Regions from separate parts of the Sus scrofa genome. Here region 2 is linked to region 1. The links are chromatin contacts, called in public HiChIP or PLAC-seq maps. All regions are on one chromosome and are shown on one strand. Each heading gives the region's core, a stretch centred on a gene start, on an enhancer-like site or on the middle of the called end of the contact. The rest is flanking DNA. Distances are from core to core; before and after follow the strand shown. Region 1 overlaps ME3 (malic enzyme 3). Region 2 has its middle 57 kb from the start of PRSS23.

Region 1 (5,072 bases), core at 704-3,203:
TGGCAGAGATGCTGTGGAAACATGAGGCCATCCCACGTCCACCTCCCACTCCCAGGAGCCCTTCACCATGGACTCTGTGGACAAGATTGTAAATTCAGTTGTTGGCTTCAGATAAACCAGTATCGGGCTGGTGAAGGTCGAATTTGCCTCCAGGGTCCACTCCAGAATCCAGGAAACATGCAAGACAGAAACTGAGCTCATGAACATTTATGGAGCCATTACTAGGTGCTGGGCATCATGTTACACACTAGGAAGTTATTACCCCCAAAGAATAAAATACGGTTCTTGACCTCAAGCAATAATAAGTTAAATATCATAAAAGTTAAAAGGAAACAAGAGATTTAATGGGAATGAAGAATTAGAGGAGCGCAAGGGAGAGGAAAATGTGCTTTCTCTGGGGACCGCAGGAAGGCTTCGAAGGAGAGATGACATTTGAGCTGGTCCTCGAAGGCTGAATAGGAATTCCATGGGTAGGGAGGAGGAAATGGCCATCCTGGAAAGAGCTTGGTTTTATCAGCTTTGTGGACAGATGGGCAGTCAGCTCACTCAGGGTGTCTCCCCATCTCCGCTGCATGGCAAGGGGGGGGGGCAAGGGCAGAGGAACTGGGCTCTTCCATCCATGGGCTTATCATGGATCTTCCCAATGTCCTGTGAGATGAGTTTGGTAACAGTATCTCCATTTCGCAGATGAAGAAACTGAGGTGGCCAGAGGAAAGGAACTTATCTGAGAGCTCAATTAGAGAGAAGTTGGTGCAGTGAGACTTCTGGCTGTGGGCCTAGGGGAAAGCCACACCACAGACATGACATGACATTGGAGCTGAGTCATGAAAGATGCGGCCAAAGAACTGAGGCAGAAAGTCTTAGTCTGCAGTGACCCAAGCACTCTCATGTCCCTCGTGCTAGACTGTAAGGCCTCTGGAACCTCACGATGGGTGACACAGGGGACCAGAGGGGCGGAGGAGGAGATGGCCAGTCCTTGGTCTCCATCGCACCAAGGGGATTTCTCCCTGGCACCAAGGGCCAGTTCTCCCTGATGGTTCTGCAGTAGGTCAGTGATGGAGAGGGCCGTAGCAGCGGGGGGTGGGAGGGTCCATGTGGGTGGAAACAGGGCCCTGCCCACCCCTTGAGCCCAGAGAAGCCGTCAGGCCTGAGTGAGTGTAGAGATGGTGCCACAGAAGCTGGACATGTAGCCTCGAAAACAGGTGTGCGATCATCCCAGCAGGAACCTTACAGTCCAACTAGAACCAGAAGAAAAGTATCATCGTAATCACTGCTTGCCAAAGGCCAGGTCCTATCCTAAAATTTTACATTGATTACCTTGTTTAATTATCACAGCCTTCCTAAGAGGTGGGCTCTACTATCGTCCTGTTTGTAGATGGGAAAACCGAGGCACAGAGGAAATTTGCCCCGAGCCACACAGCTCATAACCAGCAGAGCCAGGACTCCCACGTGGTCTGGGAGTCCCCTCATGGCTCAGCAGGTTAAGGATCCAGCGTTGTGCCACTGCTGTGGCTCCGGTTACAGCTGTGGCAAAGGTTCGATCCCTGGTCTGGGAACTTCCGCATGCTGTGGGTGTGGCTGATGAAAACAGAACAAAACAAAACCCCACACCTTCTGAACCAGAGAGTGGAAAGGAAACCGCCACACCCTGCTGCTGGCTGTAGTTTGGGTCTGTACACATTTGGTGGGTGATCAGGATGGGGCATCCTTGCAGCTCCTGGAGTTTGACTGCCCGGGGCTGTGAAGTGGGGATTCTCTATGCCCTTTCCAGAGCTTCTCCCTGGAGGCACTGAGCCGCACATCCTGGGCCACTGAGGGGGCTGCAGCAGGCAGGGCAGACTGAACTGACTCCTGGATTCATTCCTCTGCTCTTGGTACAGACTTCCCGCACCTGTTTTGCGCAAAGCCCTCTCTGGATGATTACCCAGTGAAGTTATCTGACACGTGGCATTCTGAGCTGCCGCACCGTGTTTCGGTTTGGCTGCTTTTCAGGTGTTGACTCCTTACCTGCCCTGCTCCTAAGGGGGAGGAAAGTCTGGGCTCCACTGCAGCCCTGAGCTTCCTCTGAGGCCTGGTTGGGAATGGTTTTATGGACGAGCAACTGAAGGGAGGACAGGGCCAAGGCCACCAGGGAGAGAGCCAGCTCCTTCTCAGTGTCCAAAATGATAAACCTTCCTGCCAGGTTTCTGGGAATAATGAAGCCCTCTGTCAAAGGGCCTGGCCTCCAACCAAAGCTAATTAGGTCCAGCCTGAGGCTAAAATGGAAGCCCCCACCCCTGGGGCCCTGTGTCGCCTCGACTCACAGCCCTGAGCCAGATGCCAGAGTTTCTCCGGGACCTCTGAGTACCCCTGGGCAGATGAGACACAGCAGAAGGTTCTGGGCTTTGCATGCACCTCCAGGGGCCATGGGTCCTGGCAAGCCTGGCTTGGAGGAAAGCCTCCCAAGGTCACTCGTGTGTGACAGGGAAGAGGTGAAAGCCAGAGGGGAGGCCAGGCTGAGGAATGCGGCTCAACCAGGACAGGTGCGGAGAAGCAGCCCGGAGGGTGTGGCTTGCTGTGCAGTGTGATTGAATATTCTCCCTTCCAGCTGCCTCCCTTGGACCAGCCCAGCTCAGCCCAGCCCTTACCCTTCTCGTCCTCTCGAGCTCCAGGCTCCAAGTGACGTGCACACACACCTGGAGACCTGACACTCCCTGGCCTCCGTGTGGGGTCCTACCTGTGTGGGTGATGAGGGCTGGCTTGCAGGGAGTGGGAGGAGCACCGCCTTTGAAGCCAGGCAGACTTGACCTTGAGTCCCCCCGTTCAAAAAGATGACTTTGGACAGTGAGGGCGCCCTCCGTCTCCTCATGCGTAAAATGAAAATAATGCCCATTCACGTGGCTGTTTGTGAGGACTGGGAGAGATTCAGCACGTAAGGAGGCCCTGAAGATGCTCAGCAGCTGTGATCCACCTGACGCACCTCCTCTAGGATCTGTCCTCTGACCAGTCTCCCTGCCCAGGAGCGTCAGGTGCAGGCGGCTCAGGGCATCGCAGTGCCGCCCACTCTGACCTGAATGATCTGTGCTTGTGCTTAACTGGCAGAGCCATCAGCAGGTTCCTGTGCAGCTTCGGGGGGCTGGGATGAGTTAGTTAGAAAGGTGAGGGCAGGAAGAGGGACTTGGTTTCCCCAGGGGAGGCTCTGTGGAAGATACCCGAGGAACAAACTTGGACTTGGTCAAAGCCAGCAGCCCTTGGCCCTGAGCTTATCTGCAGACACGTGGGTTTCTGCACACCGGCCGGTGACAGGTACACAGGATATTAACAGCTATTATTTGCCGAATGCTTACAAGGCTCCTGGTGAGCCCAGGTTAGGTACTTTGTGTCCTTGATCTCTGAAGCCTGCAACAGCCCACAGGGTGCTTGTTACTTTACCCAGATGAAAACTAAGACTAATTTGTCGAACACATCACAGCTGAGCCAATTCCCTGTGTTTCTCCTGTGTTCGCAGTCCAGCATCTGTGGCACTGGTAAACATGACACCCCACAAACACCTTCATCCTTGCCTTCACGGAAACTCCCTTGTGTAATCCACCTGCACACATGAGGGACACTCACGCACCGGGAGGGCCGTAGTAGTCAGAGCACCGGGGCTGGGGTCCCGAGGGAGTGGCTCAGCTCCCCCATAACAGCCGTGTGGCCTTGGAGCCCAGCTACTCCCCATCCCCAAGTCTGGATTGCAGGAACAGCCCATCTCATGAAGGTCAGACGGGCTACACATGTGTGAACGTGCTTTATCCATTGTAAAGCTCCTCGCAAGCTTGAAGGGGTGTTCCTTTTTCATCTCCTCTTCTCCTTTATCCCCCATAAAAGGATGCGATTAAAACACACCCTCACCCCCCTGGGGTTTCCTGCCTCCCATTCTCAATGAGTGGTGAGCCCTTGCCTCATTTTTTTTACACTGGAACCCTTTTATCTTCAGCCACCTCCACCACCTACACACATACAAACACACCTCTGCTCCCTAAATGCCTACTGAAGCCATTTCCTGGCTACACGCCAGACTGATGCTGCCAACACCTTGACCAAAGCCCCTCCAGAAAACAATCTTACCTCAACAAAAATCACAGTGCCGCAGATACCCAGGAGGCAGTCTTTGAGCACACTGCAATCCGGGCTCCAACCCAGCTGTCAGTTGATCAGGAGCACACACACACACACACGCACATACACACACTCACCCAGCATAATTGGGAGACAGGCAAAAAAACAAGGATTAGCCTCCTCCCCATCCTCAGGGCACCCAAGTGCTGATTTCTTTGCCAGAGCCAGCTCCACGTCTGTTTATGTCCAAGCTCCTCTGCCAAACTGTTCCAGCCGTACTGCTGGAGAGGCGCCCTGGTGCAGAGCAAGTGCAGGTCTGCAGCTGGGTCTGCTTCCCTCCCATCTGGTCCTTTTGGTCCTCTAGCCTCAGTGTTATAAGCAGAGGTTAAGAGTTCTAGCCCCCCTGTGTGGCCATGACTCCTTGGACAAGTCACATAGCTGCTGCTTAGGCTCAAGTGAGAGTGGGGTTGGATTGCATGGCTTCTGTGATCCCTGCCAGCCCTAACCTGGGATCTGTCTTGGAGTTAGAATTGGAATCTTCAAGTGAGTCATGGTCACATTATGCCGCCGAGCTGATGTTTCACCACCTGTAAAATGAAGAGGGTCAAGTGAGAGCAGTAGGTCTTGGGGGCACTAAAAGCATCTGAGGATATTTACATCAGTATCCCTGAGGTGGGGCCCCAGGGGCTTAAGTTTGCAAAAGCTCCCCAGGGATCCTCATGGGCAGTGGGGCTGAGAACCGATGGGTAGGGTGGTCCCTGAAGTCCCTTCCAGCCTGGATCTTCTGTGACCTCTCGGAAGTCAGTAACTGCAGCCCCATCTTCCAGGCCACCCCAGCCTGCATTGAAGTGCAGGGTGCATCGACGTGCATTGAAGATTAGGGTCATGATAATGTAACATAAACTTCGTCTCCATCTCAGCTCTCAGTGACCAAACTTTTGAACCCCACTGCCAAGGTCCTTCATGTCTCATTCACCTGGTTAGTGGGTGGG
Region 2 (5,354 bases), core at 1,709-4,208, 160 kb before region 1:
CGGGAGTGCAGAGCTGTGCACATAGGATCTTGCTTGATGAATGAGTGTGTGCAGGTCTTCATGACACAAACTCCAAAACTGTTCAGTGTGGACACACCCCATTCAGCCTTGTATTTGTTTAGAACCCTCCCCAAGCACTTTTTGCCAGGCCCTGCTGATCCAAAATGGATCAAATGGGGTCCTTGTTCAAGGACTGTGAGCTTTAAGTTTAGATCTTTCTTGCTGTCTGATTTTTTTTTTTTGTATGATGGCACAATTTTCTTTTTTTCTGCTTCCAAATAAATGATAAATAGTTGTCTAACTTTGTAAGCAAATAGCAAGTTTCTAAGGAATAGAAATCATCAATGAAAACTCAGATCCTGCGTTAATGATATGAGCTTTATCCAGTCATAGAGCACTTAGTACATTCTAGGCTGTGTCGAAACAGTGTCTCATTTATTCCTGCATGCAACCCTTCCAGTGCACTATTATTTCTTCTTTAGTGATGGAAAAAAATGAAGCAAGTGCCTTACTCAAGATGCCATCACATGTGATGCCAGGTTTCAAACCCAAGTTCGTGTTATAACCAAGGCTATGTCCTCAACTGCTGCTCTATGTCACCGCCCTGTCCCCCGACAGTCCTTCTGCATTCAAGGTCATAGATAATGAAATGAACAGTGATGAGTCACCGAGGGCAGGTGGCAGATCTAAGGAGATTGACAAACTTGTTATCAGTAAGTAGAATTGGAAAATACAAAACAGCATTAGACTCTGTTGCACAAAACCCCAGGCTCTCAGAGAACCATACAAAAAGCCAAAGCATGTCATCATCCGGTGGAGTCTGGTGTCTCGACCTGCCTTCCCACCCATTTACCCTGGGGCTTTCTTGCCTGCAAGGGTGGTTCTCTAGAGGCAGTCCAGAGAATTCCAATTTCAAAAGCTTGTCCCCAGGTCTCCTCCGCCTGACTCAATGTGTGGTCTCTCACTGGTGAGTCACCAATCTGTGACTCAGTTTTCATGTCCTAGTTTGGCTGTTAGGATCCTGAAATGGATTTCCATGGATGTGGCAGAAGGTTAGTGATGTGGTGGGGAACCAGGGATCCCAGGCTGTGTACCTCTCCTTTGGCTCATGGGAACATCTTTTACCCTGTCAGGGGTGCTCACAGATGGGCCAGGACCAAGGAAACTTGGTGAGGTCAGCATCCATTCCTGATGCTGCTGTGTGGATGCTGAGTGAGGATCCTGCACTTGGTGGGTGGCTTCCTGGGGCAATGGGCTTTCAGAGTGGGACAGCACCCTGCAGAGGAAGAAATTCTCTGTGCGAAGAAACATGGAGTGACTTCTCAACTGTGCTGAGGACTTCAGTGTACAGCTCCCTCTTCTTAATCCAGGTCACAACCCCACCCCACAGTCTTCCAGGTAAACCCTTGGATAGAAAAAAATTCACCTGGGTTGTGAGCAAGGAGCTCCGAAGGTTAATTTTTGGGGAAGAACCCATGGCCTGGCTGCATGAGAAGAGTCCTGCTCTGGCCCAGCCAGGGATGCTTTCTCTGGCCAAAGGCTAGACTCAAATCAAAGCCTTCCTATCCCTGCCTTTCCTCTTGCTTGTGGCTTTGACCATAAACCAGTAGGGGTGGGGGGAAAGAACCAGGATAGGAGGAATCAATGATAAAGTTGCATTTATCATGTGCCATGAATCATGCTTGATCAACATACCAGTAACACAAACCAGAAGAGGTGTTACCTGTTTTTTGTTCATTTTCTTAATTATTAATAAAAACCTTCACCTTTCTCTTGGTGCCTACCTTCCATTCCTTCTCTCTGTATCTCATAATATTTTGTATGAGCCTCTATTGTAGCACACCGCCTCATCTCATACTACAACAGATTGCTTACCAGGATCCACCATATTAAAACATGAGTGGTCCATGGGCAGCAACTCTAGCCTATTCATGCCAATAGTCCCTGTAAGCAGCATCGTGATGGTGTATGGTTGGTTTGCAGCCGTTTCCTGTTAAATGAATGATTAAATGAATGTAAACATGTTGCTAGAAGGGACTTGACAGAAGGGAGGTATATTTATACCTGTTGGGCCTTCTCAAATCTCAACAGCTGTCCTGTGCCCTTGGTTTCTACTTGCAGCTCCAGTCAGGTTCCCTGAAGCCCTGGGTAGCTCTTTGTCCATTTGGATTTTTGAGGGAAATCCCAATTGTCCCCATAGGACAGCATGTCCCTGAGGAGGGCCGGAGACACTGAGGAGGGCAAGCTCTCCATCAGGGGAAATAAGAATGGGAGCTGAGCCACGCCTGCCCGGTTTCAACAGAACCCTCTGTTGTCCAGGGAACAGTGGAGAAATTGTTCATCCACATCTCATTGCTCATGGAAATATTCTGACTGCAAAGTCAGTGTCAGCTTTGATTTCCTGCCCTGGGAGGAGGTTTGGTCAAAAGGCACAAAGTGGGCCTGTGCAGAGTCAGAGGAATTGTGAGGTTGGGTAAGAGGAGACCCTCACACTCCATCTTTGTTTGCTGGTGGAACTTCTAGCGCTGGGGTGGTCAACCTGACCCAGTCCAGCCCTAGCCTTAGGCTCTTCTGGGAGCTCCAGCCCCTCTTGGAACCATCACAAGATCACAGGCGGAAGTGTGAAGGTCAGACCAGGCCTGAGGGTCAGTGGCCCCGTCCTTCACTTGCTTCCTTGAAAGGAATGAGCGAGAACGTCTGGAGTGCTAGGAATCTGAAGGACCAAGGGCTGGGGAACCACAGGCAGAATTCACCCAGCCATTCTGGGTCCCTTTAAAGAGGACACCAACTAAAATAACCTGGAAAAGGCTCTTACAGGGCAAAAGTACTGCCAGTTGCTGTCTCAAAGCTAATTTTAAGAATGTCCTTTTCTCTTAAAATTTCATCACCATGACTCATCGCACCACAGGCCAAGATTCTGAAGCTCTGAGTCAGACAGGGCCCTGGGAGTTGAAGCTCAATGGGAGTTTTACCTAAATAAAGCCTGCAAGCCGGCCTGCTGTGATAGATGCCTTAGAAATGTGCGAATTCAGCAATGCACACGCCCTTGCACCTCTGTTGTTCACACAGTTGCCCACGAGTTCCTAAAGCTGTTGGTGCCACAAGCCTTCTCTTAGGTATGAGATCCTCCTTCCTTTTGCTTGAATCTTCACTTAGTGTGTATTCATGCCTTCCCTGCGAATTTGGCTCCTTTTGTACAATCTGGTCAGTGCTGCTATATATAGTTACTTTTTGGACACTTGCAACCAGAACAGATGTGATGATTAAGCACAAATCCCAGAAAGGATCCAAGATCCCCTTCTCCAAATGTCCATCAAAGGGGATGGCATTGAAATTGGGATTTTTGAAAGTCAGAGCTGCATGTCATCTGCCCTCCCTGTCATTGTATAGATACCCAAGCAATCCAAGACGCAGAGAAGTCGACAGCTTGCCCAAGGTGACACAGCCAGTTAGGAAGAGAATCCAGACAAGAAGCCAGGGTCTGCTCACATCTTAATCTCTTGACAAAACAGCCTCTGCTTTTACTTACACTCTATCCAGATTAATTCCTGGACTTTACAAAGCCCACTTCTGAGTGCTGGGAGAGAAGACATGTAGGAATGACAGGGGAGGCAGTGTTCAGGGCCGACCACCTGGCTTGATGACCTTCGAGCTGCTGTAACCATGGTGGCAGGAGGCCTGGAGAGCAGACCTGGAGGGGAAGCTGGGACTGGTAGAGAGTGGCCTGGAGACAGAGACCCAGTCTTTACTCAGGGATGGTGGTAGCAGAAGGATAACCAAAGCAGCAGAGACGCGGAACTCGGTCTGTGGAAACTTGGCTTCTCGACTGTCCTTGTGGCACATTTTGGGTATTGCCCTTACTGTGAATGAGCGGGTAGGAGGTGTCTGGTCAGGTGGAGTAAGAATGGCTTTGGCATCAGACTGCTGAAGTCAGAATTTTGGGGTTGCAACAGAGGTGCACTCTCATGAGCTCATGTAGAAAGGGTTGCTGTGAGGCTCCAGAGACCTTACGGGAACCCAAGGCTAGGTGCCAGGGTGTAGAAAGGACTCCTGGGGCTTAAAATCAGGGCTCTGTCAGGAGGCCAAGAGGCTAGCCCCAGGTTCCATTCTCTTTGGCTCTGAGTCCCTGCCCTGGTCTTTCTCCCTTTGTCTCTCCATGTCTCTCTGTATCTCTCTCTGATTTTCTGGTTTTTTTTTTTTTTTTTTTTTTTTGCTATATAGGGCCGCGCCCACAGCATATGGAGGTTCCCAGGCTAGGGGTCAAATTGGAGCTATAGCTGCTGGCCTACATCACAGCCACAGCAACACAGGATCCGAGCCATGTCTGTAACCTACACCGCAGCTCATGGCAACGCCGGATCCTTAACCCACTAAGCAAGGCCGGGGCTTTGAACCTATGTCCTCACAGATGCCAGTCAGATTTGTTAACCACTGAGCCATGGCAGGAACTCCTCTCTCTGATTTTAAACTCACTTTCTCTTAACATCTCTGTTTCTTTCTGTGCATCGATTCTGACTTCCCCTCTCTCTGCCTGTGGTTTTCCTCACTTCTGTTCACCTGTGGCTACCCTCGTATCAAGTGCATCTCATTACCTTTAGCTCAGCTTCCATAACTCAGTAGCTGTGATTTTTTCTAACATGTAAAATCATAAGAGAGGGGCCAGATGGGCTCAGATCACATTTTTGCACTTGACCACACAGTCATAGGCTGCTGGCCACCCCCTGAATAAACTGCCCTTGTGCCAGGTGGCCAAGCCTTCTCCGGTCAGCTGTGGCCACGGGTGCAGGGTCTCTAGGCTGCAGCCCATCAGCAGGGAGTAAGAGAGAATACAGTATGGAAGGTTCTAGACCTGCATATTTCTGCATTCCAGCTGTTCCACTTCCAGGACATATGACTTTGGGCAAGGCTTCTTACCTCCCTGAACCTTAATTTTCCTTATAAAATGAGAGAAATAATACCCACTTCCCAAGACTGTAAGGAAGATCAAATAAATATGATATGTAATTAAGCCATGCCAAGCACATGGAAAATACCTTACAAATAGTTGCTATTATCAACTACTCTTGATTTAAGAGAGCCAGAATTGTGAGTATACACAGGACATTCTGGCCTGTGGCCTTTTGAACTTCTCCCTCTTTTGTCTTTCTCCATTTGGAATCTTTCTTTCCCCTCTTGATGTTTGTTAATTTCTCTCTTGTCAGTGCTGTAACCCCCTTGCTTGAGGATTTCACAACAGGATGCATTGAAGCCAATGTTTTCCATGTGGATATGACTTACAAGCTCTGCCTTGCTGTTGTCAATAACATTAAAGGGGTGGAGGGTGTAGTTTACTGTCCTGGATAATGCTGTGATCT

Evidence for each region. HiChIP or PLAC-seq counts read pairs in DNA pulled down with a chosen protein or histone mark.
Region 2: an H3K27ac HiChIP or PLAC-seq map of skeletal muscle shows a contact between it and region 1. The contact joins two enhancer-like sites. A contact is called at or near these places in 1 of 47 Hi-C or Micro-C datasets (skeletal muscle) and 1 of 2 datasets of contacts at active chromatin or transcription factors (skeletal muscle).

What each region holds. Positions count from the first base shown.
Region 1 is chr9:20,388,337-20,393,408 of Sscrofa11.1, reverse strand. The region is part of intron 4 of ME3 (malic enzyme 3); the gene reads left to right. It overlaps LOC102159627 (a long non-coding RNA gene), which reads right to left. Exons shown (of 4, transcript XR_305241.3): 3 at 4,587-4,667; 4 at 317-1,238. Among named protein-coding and RNA genes, the nearest start is that of ME3, 98 kb to the left of the region's middle. Within about 2 kb of position 1,953, at least 11 of the 83 cell types and tissues checked have an H3K27ac peak or open chromatin away from gene starts, as enhancers often do. A contact at or near this core is called in skeletal muscle, where this site is marked.
Region 2 is chr9:20,544,300-20,549,653 of Sscrofa11.1, reverse strand. It overlaps a transcript of ME3 not described here. Among named protein-coding and RNA genes, the nearest start is that of PRSS23, 57 kb to the left of the region's middle. Within about 2 kb of position 2,958, at least 46 of the 83 cell types and tissues checked have an H3K27ac peak or open chromatin away from gene starts, as enhancers often do. A contact at or near this core is called in skeletal muscle, where this site is marked.